Regions from separate parts of the Macaca mulatta genome. Here region 1 is linked to region 2. Evidence: chromatin contacts called from public Micro-C data. All regions are on one chromosome and are shown on one strand. The core of a region is the stretch at or near the end of the contact, and the rest is flanking DNA. Distances in the headings are between cores, read along the strand shown. Region 1 has its middle 160 kb from the start of TBL1XR1. Region 2 overlaps TBL1XR1 (TBL1X/Y related 1).

Region 1 (2,700 bases), core at 160-2,659, 300 kb after region 2:
CCCACCCCCGCCCCCACCCCCGCCCCGTCAACAAAACGGCTCTGCCCTGTAAGCCTGTGGGTGTGGGTGAAGGTGGAAGTGGGTCGGAAGAGGCTGCGGGCTCCAGAGAGCCAGGAGGGTAGGGGGAAGGGCAGAGTTAAGGAAACAATGGGTCTAGCACTTCTACTGACCTTGTTTTCAGAAACAACCACAGGGCCTCTGGCCCGAGTGGAACTTGACTTATGAAGGCGAGAGACCTGACTATTGAAAAAGGACGTCTCTTATGAAATCTGAATTTCACTTAATCCTCAGAACAACTATTGAGGGGATTGTTACTACTCCCATTTTAAGACGCGGGCTGTAGACAGGGTAACCACCGGGTCCACACTCACACAGCGAATATGTGGTGGGGTAGGGCTCAAGTCCAGGCGGTTCCAAAGCCCCCCGTGCTGTTTGCGCCATGCGGTGCCGCCACCAAGCCCACTCTGCGGGGAGAAAAACCACAGGCCTCGGAGGAGGAGCAGCTCCTCGCAGTGGGGTGGGGCAGAGGCCAGCGCGAGGCCTTGTTCGGTGGAGGATTCCACAGGCCTGGAACGGAAAGGACTGGAGCTCTGCAGGCAGGCAGAGCCCGGGGCGCCCAGTCCCCCCAAGCTGCGACAGCCAAGCCGATGGGCACGCACGGCGGGGCCTGAAGGAAAGGTCCAGACCCGGTGGGAAAAGCCACGCCCCGGTTGGAGCGCTTCCTTTCAGATCTCGGCCTTTAACTGCAATTCCATTTTAAGGGCAACCCTGCCCGGTTCACACCTAGCCTTGAAGATGACAGATTGCACTGTGAGCAATTTGCGGGGTGAGAAGGGGAGCCTACGACTCTGCACCTGCACCACCAGAGCCATAAATGCAGCAAATCATGGCCCATAAAATGTCACCACTGCTGAGGTGCAATTTTCCAGGGGGTCTTCTGCAGAGGGAGCTCCACCACGGAGAGCGACCCTTGGCTCTGCAGCCTAAGAGGAAGGCCCCTGCAGGGTGGGGGAGGGAACAGGGAGGTCTTTCTCCCCTTCCCCTTCGTGCCACTGCTCCCCGCTTTGTGACCCCACTCTGCCACGTGGTATAAGCTTCCGGGGGGCGGCATTAGTTATTTCTGCCTGAGGAGTTTTTGACCAAACGTAAACATCGGAGGAGCGGGAACCTAAGCCCCGCCTGGGCTGGGCGGCAACGACCCTGACGCCGCGGCGGCAGAGCCGGAGCTCGAAGCAGCAGCGGCAGCTGCGAGCCGCCCCTCCCCCGCCAGGCTGGCGAGCCCATTTTCGCTTGGCCGGTCTCCGCGCTGCCGGATGGATTGCGCCCCACCCCCGCTCCTCTGCTCAGTCATTCAGACTTGGAAAGTCAATAACACGCTGACATCATCAGGGGTTTGTGTATTATTACACGGCTACTTTCCAGAGTACCTGGCATTATCTAAGAGAGGAGCACTCCGGCTGCCCAAGAAAGGGCCTGAACTGGGAGCTTGGCGGCCTCGGGGAGGGGCGGCTGCTCAGAGCCAGGCCTTTTCCTAGTGGGGAGGGCATCCACAGGGCACAAATTAGAAACAGATTATGAGCTTTGCTGCACTAAATGCAGATGCACTTTAGATATCGATACATGCTTCATTTTGGCTTCGGCTGCACTTATAAATCATCCTTAAGTGACCTCTATTTCTACCAAAGACATCCACTTGGTATTTAAGAAGCATTCTTAGTGATCCTCACAAAGGAAAAAAAAGGAGACATCTTCTGTGACAGGAAGCCAAAGGCTGGTTTTCTTTCTTTCTTTTTTGAGACTCTGTGTGTGTGTGTGTGTGTGTGTGTGTGTGTGTGTGTGTGTCTGTGTGTGTCTGTGTGTGTATGTGTGCGTGCGCGCCCGCGCGCACGATTCTCTGTTATGTAATCGCCATCACGGGTGATTAGGTCTTCTAGGTCTTTCCCTCCAGGGCTGAACTGGATGGTTTGGTTGCTGTGTTTTTCTTAAGCCTCACACAGGGCAAACAAACACACATGAAAAACATGTCCCAGATTTATGGCGCAAAACTGCTCTCCAAGCAAATTGCCTTAGAAGACTGTCTCAGTTTTGGAGGAAGGAAATAGATGAATTTGTTGCTAATTAAGACTCCTTATCTTACTACTCTGGCATTTCCTTTTTTCTAGAACGAGTTTTTAAAAATAATTTAATGTATTTTAGATGTTCCCTCCCCTCCCCCTTGCTGTAATGGTACTTGAAATAGCTTAAATAACTAATTGTATAGACAACTGTACTTTTGTTCTACACACACACAAACACCCCCCACCCACACACACCCCCCAGCTTAAAAAACGTGAAAGGCTCATACAACATGGTACCTTTTCTGTTTAGCTATGCAGGCTATTTCCTTCTTTACACACACAGGGCTGATGTCATTTAAATTCTCTTAGCATCTTAAATTGCAAAAAATGGCAGCCAGCTGAAAACTGGCTACCTGGAGAATTACAAGGCGAGAGAGCTGTTCTTTGGCCTCATCTTAATCTCTGTGTACCTCAAGCAGGGAGTCATCTCTGACTGATACAAGTCTTTAGAGCTCCCCAGAAGGAAGCAAAGCAGACATGTTTTTCAACAATGTACCAATTTCCCTATGTGTACTTGATCATTTCGGGAGAACTTGTAGTAGATTATGACTGCTTCCCTCCAGATGGTCTGAAGGAAAAACTC
Region 2 (2,700 bases), core at 199-2,698:
CTGGGCATAAGGTACGCAGGACAGAACGGCCCAGTTACATTTATCTGAGTCAACAAAGAAACTGCACTGTAATATTCATTAGCCATTACAGGGCTAATGTGAAACTGCTACAATAAAACAAAAAAAATGAAAGAAAGAGCTATACGTTACATGGCAGTACAGGTCAGAGCTTTAATGTTATACATAAAGGTTAGTTTGTGCCTACTGTGATCACGCTGTCTAAATTAAAAAATAATTGTCTATGGTTCTGACTTCTGATCTTACAAACAAATACAACATTTGAAGTAATAATCACCATCTCAAAAAAAATGGTATGGTACAAGGCCTTTATTTCTAAGGAGACAGAAAATCCCATTGAAAAAGTTAGAGGGGAAAAAATGGAGGGAGCTAGGGTGCAAGAGAGATAAGGAGAACCTTCATAAACCAAACTCTTGAAGCCTACAGGTATCATCCTTCTTATATATCATCCTGGTTAATACTGAGTGTCAACTTGACTGGATTGAAGGATACAAACTTGTTCCGTGATAAAACTGTGAGAGTACTGCCAAAGGAGATGAACATTTGAGTCAGTGGACTGGGAGAGGCAGACTCACCCTCAATCTGGGTGGGCACCATCTAATCAGCTGCCAGCACAACTAGGATAAAGCAGGCAGAAGAACATAGGAAAGACTAGACTTGCTGAGTCTTCCAGCCTTCATCTTTCTCTTGTGCTGGATGCTTCCTGACCTCAAACATCAGATTCCAAGTTCTTCAGCTTTTGGACTCTTGGACTTACACCAGTGGTTTACCAGGGGTTCTCGGGCCTTTGGCCACAAATGGAAGGCTGCACTGTCGGCTTCCCTCCTTTTGAGGTTTTGGGACTCAGACTGATCCACCACTGGCCTCCATGCCCCTCAACTTGCAGACGGCCTATGTGGGACTTTACCGTGTGATTGTGTGAGTCAATTCTCCTTGATGAACTTCCTTTCATATATACACATATCCTATTAGTTCTGTCCCTCTAGAGAACCCTTAATACAGATTGTATATATTTCCTTCTTATATATCATCTTTCCTATAAATGGAGACAGTATGCAACATCAGTTATTTTTTAAATAAATTTTTTAAAAGTAATAATATTCAGAATCACTATCTAGAAAGTTACTCATTTTAGCAATAAGGACATTTTGATTTTGCAATTCCAGTTAGTCTTTCAATTATAAGATGTGACTGTTTCACAGCTTCCAACAGTCAAGTACAACATAAATGGAGAAGTTATAGAGCTCTTAGACATGTAATAGTTAAATCTAGTATCAATAATTCTTTCCCTAAAGCAAATATACAACTGAAGCAAGATAAAATGACATCTTCTTATAGAAAAGAGGTTTTCTTGTAAGAAAGACAGGTGTCAGAAAGTTCAAAAATAATTGCCAGAAACTATTTCTTCAGGAAAAAAAAAAAAACCACAACTGCAAATAACCACAGAAGTCGATGGTGACGCAAAAGGTGGGGGAGAGATTAAAAGGTCCAAACCACCTTAGTGCCTCTAAAATTAACACTGTTATCAGGTTCTACTTTATGCAACTTAGCATGTACCACTAAGTATTTATCTGCATATGGTTGCTAGATAAGTTATTAGGGCAATGAAATTAATGCCCTTGGGCAAACACTAATTAAAGGAACAATACTTTTGAATCAAGTTAATCATTACTTACAGTACTATATCAAATATGCTCAATTTTCAAGTCATTTCTAAAAAGAAAAAAATCATTTTATTCCCTAGGAAATATTTGTTGAATAGGGAAGTCTACTTCATAAACAGGCAGAATGGTGAGGACCAAAGAAATTTGCATAGGGTGAACTTTCTAGTGATAAAATTGCAAAAAATAAAAAGTTACAATAGTTAATAAAAACCCTACAATAAATATATTTTTCTTTAGTTTTGATGAGTCTGAAGGATGGCTTATTTAAAACAGAGAAGTCCATCAAATATTTGAGGTTGAATATCACAATGTAAATCCCTTCTCCACAGCAACATATTTTGTAAGTGAAAAAAAATGAATCTGAGAATGTATGTAATTTTGGAGGAGGAGGGAAACTTTCAACAGATACTATCTTCTAGTATTGACAACAGTAAAAAACATTTAAAACAATTTAAGTGATTTTCCCTCTGGAGATAGATACCACAGTCAACACTGAACAATATGCAGAGAACAAATGTTAAAAGTTCTTATAGAAAAACAGTATTACTAAACCACGTATTTATCAAAACATAAAAACTTTCACAACGTGTTTTTGGACAGTCTTTAGATAATAAGACAGGCCAGGGGGAAATTTTATTTTTCCTTTTTGGAAGTCTTCACAAACCAGTCCTTTGAATCTCTCTGCACAAATCCTTCCTTGACCACGATGTTCCTTTTCTGCTATCTCCTAATCCAATTCAGTGCTCTACTGCAGGGAAAGCAGCAGTATAAAGATTCCAGTTTGTTCAGTATTACTTTAGATCTTTCAAGAAACATAGTTATAAGCTAAGAGTAATTTATATCGTATTTCTTAGATATTGAATGACTAATTCTCAATAAGTATATCATTTGTAGGTTGTGGTGACAAATATGACGAATCCCCAAAACAACCCAGAGAAGACATTACTGTACTTGATGATTCTGAATTAGAATCTATTGCAAAAAATAGTCATATTTTAGTATAATTGGAGATCAGAAC

Evidence for each region. A called contact is a pair of places that touch in the nucleus more often than the background predicts.
Region 1: a contact with region 2 is called in a Micro-C map of CD4 T cells, with 14 times the contacts expected there. The contact joins two enhancer-like sites. A contact is called at or near these places in 5 of 14 Hi-C or Micro-C datasets (CD4 T cells, cortical neurons, fetal cortex germinal zone and 2 more).

What each region holds. Positions count from the first base shown.
Region 1 is chr2:89,333,157-89,335,856 of T2T-MMU8v2.0, forward strand. No RefSeq gene overlaps it. Among named protein-coding and RNA genes, the nearest start is that of TBL1XR1, 160 kb to the left of the region's middle. Within about 2 kb of position 1,410, at least 37 of the 40 cell types and tissues checked have an H3K27ac peak or open chromatin away from gene starts, as enhancers often do. A contact at or near this core is called in CD4 T cells, where this site is marked.
Region 2 is chr2:89,029,448-89,032,147 of T2T-MMU8v2.0, forward strand. The region is part of intron 5 of TBL1XR1 (TBL1X/Y related 1); the gene reads right to left. Among named protein-coding and RNA genes, the nearest start is that of TBL1XR1, 140 kb to the right of the region's middle. Within about 2 kb of position 1,449, at least 5 of the 40 cell types and tissues checked have an H3K27ac peak or open chromatin away from gene starts, as enhancers often do. A contact at or near this core is called in CD4 T cells, where this site is marked.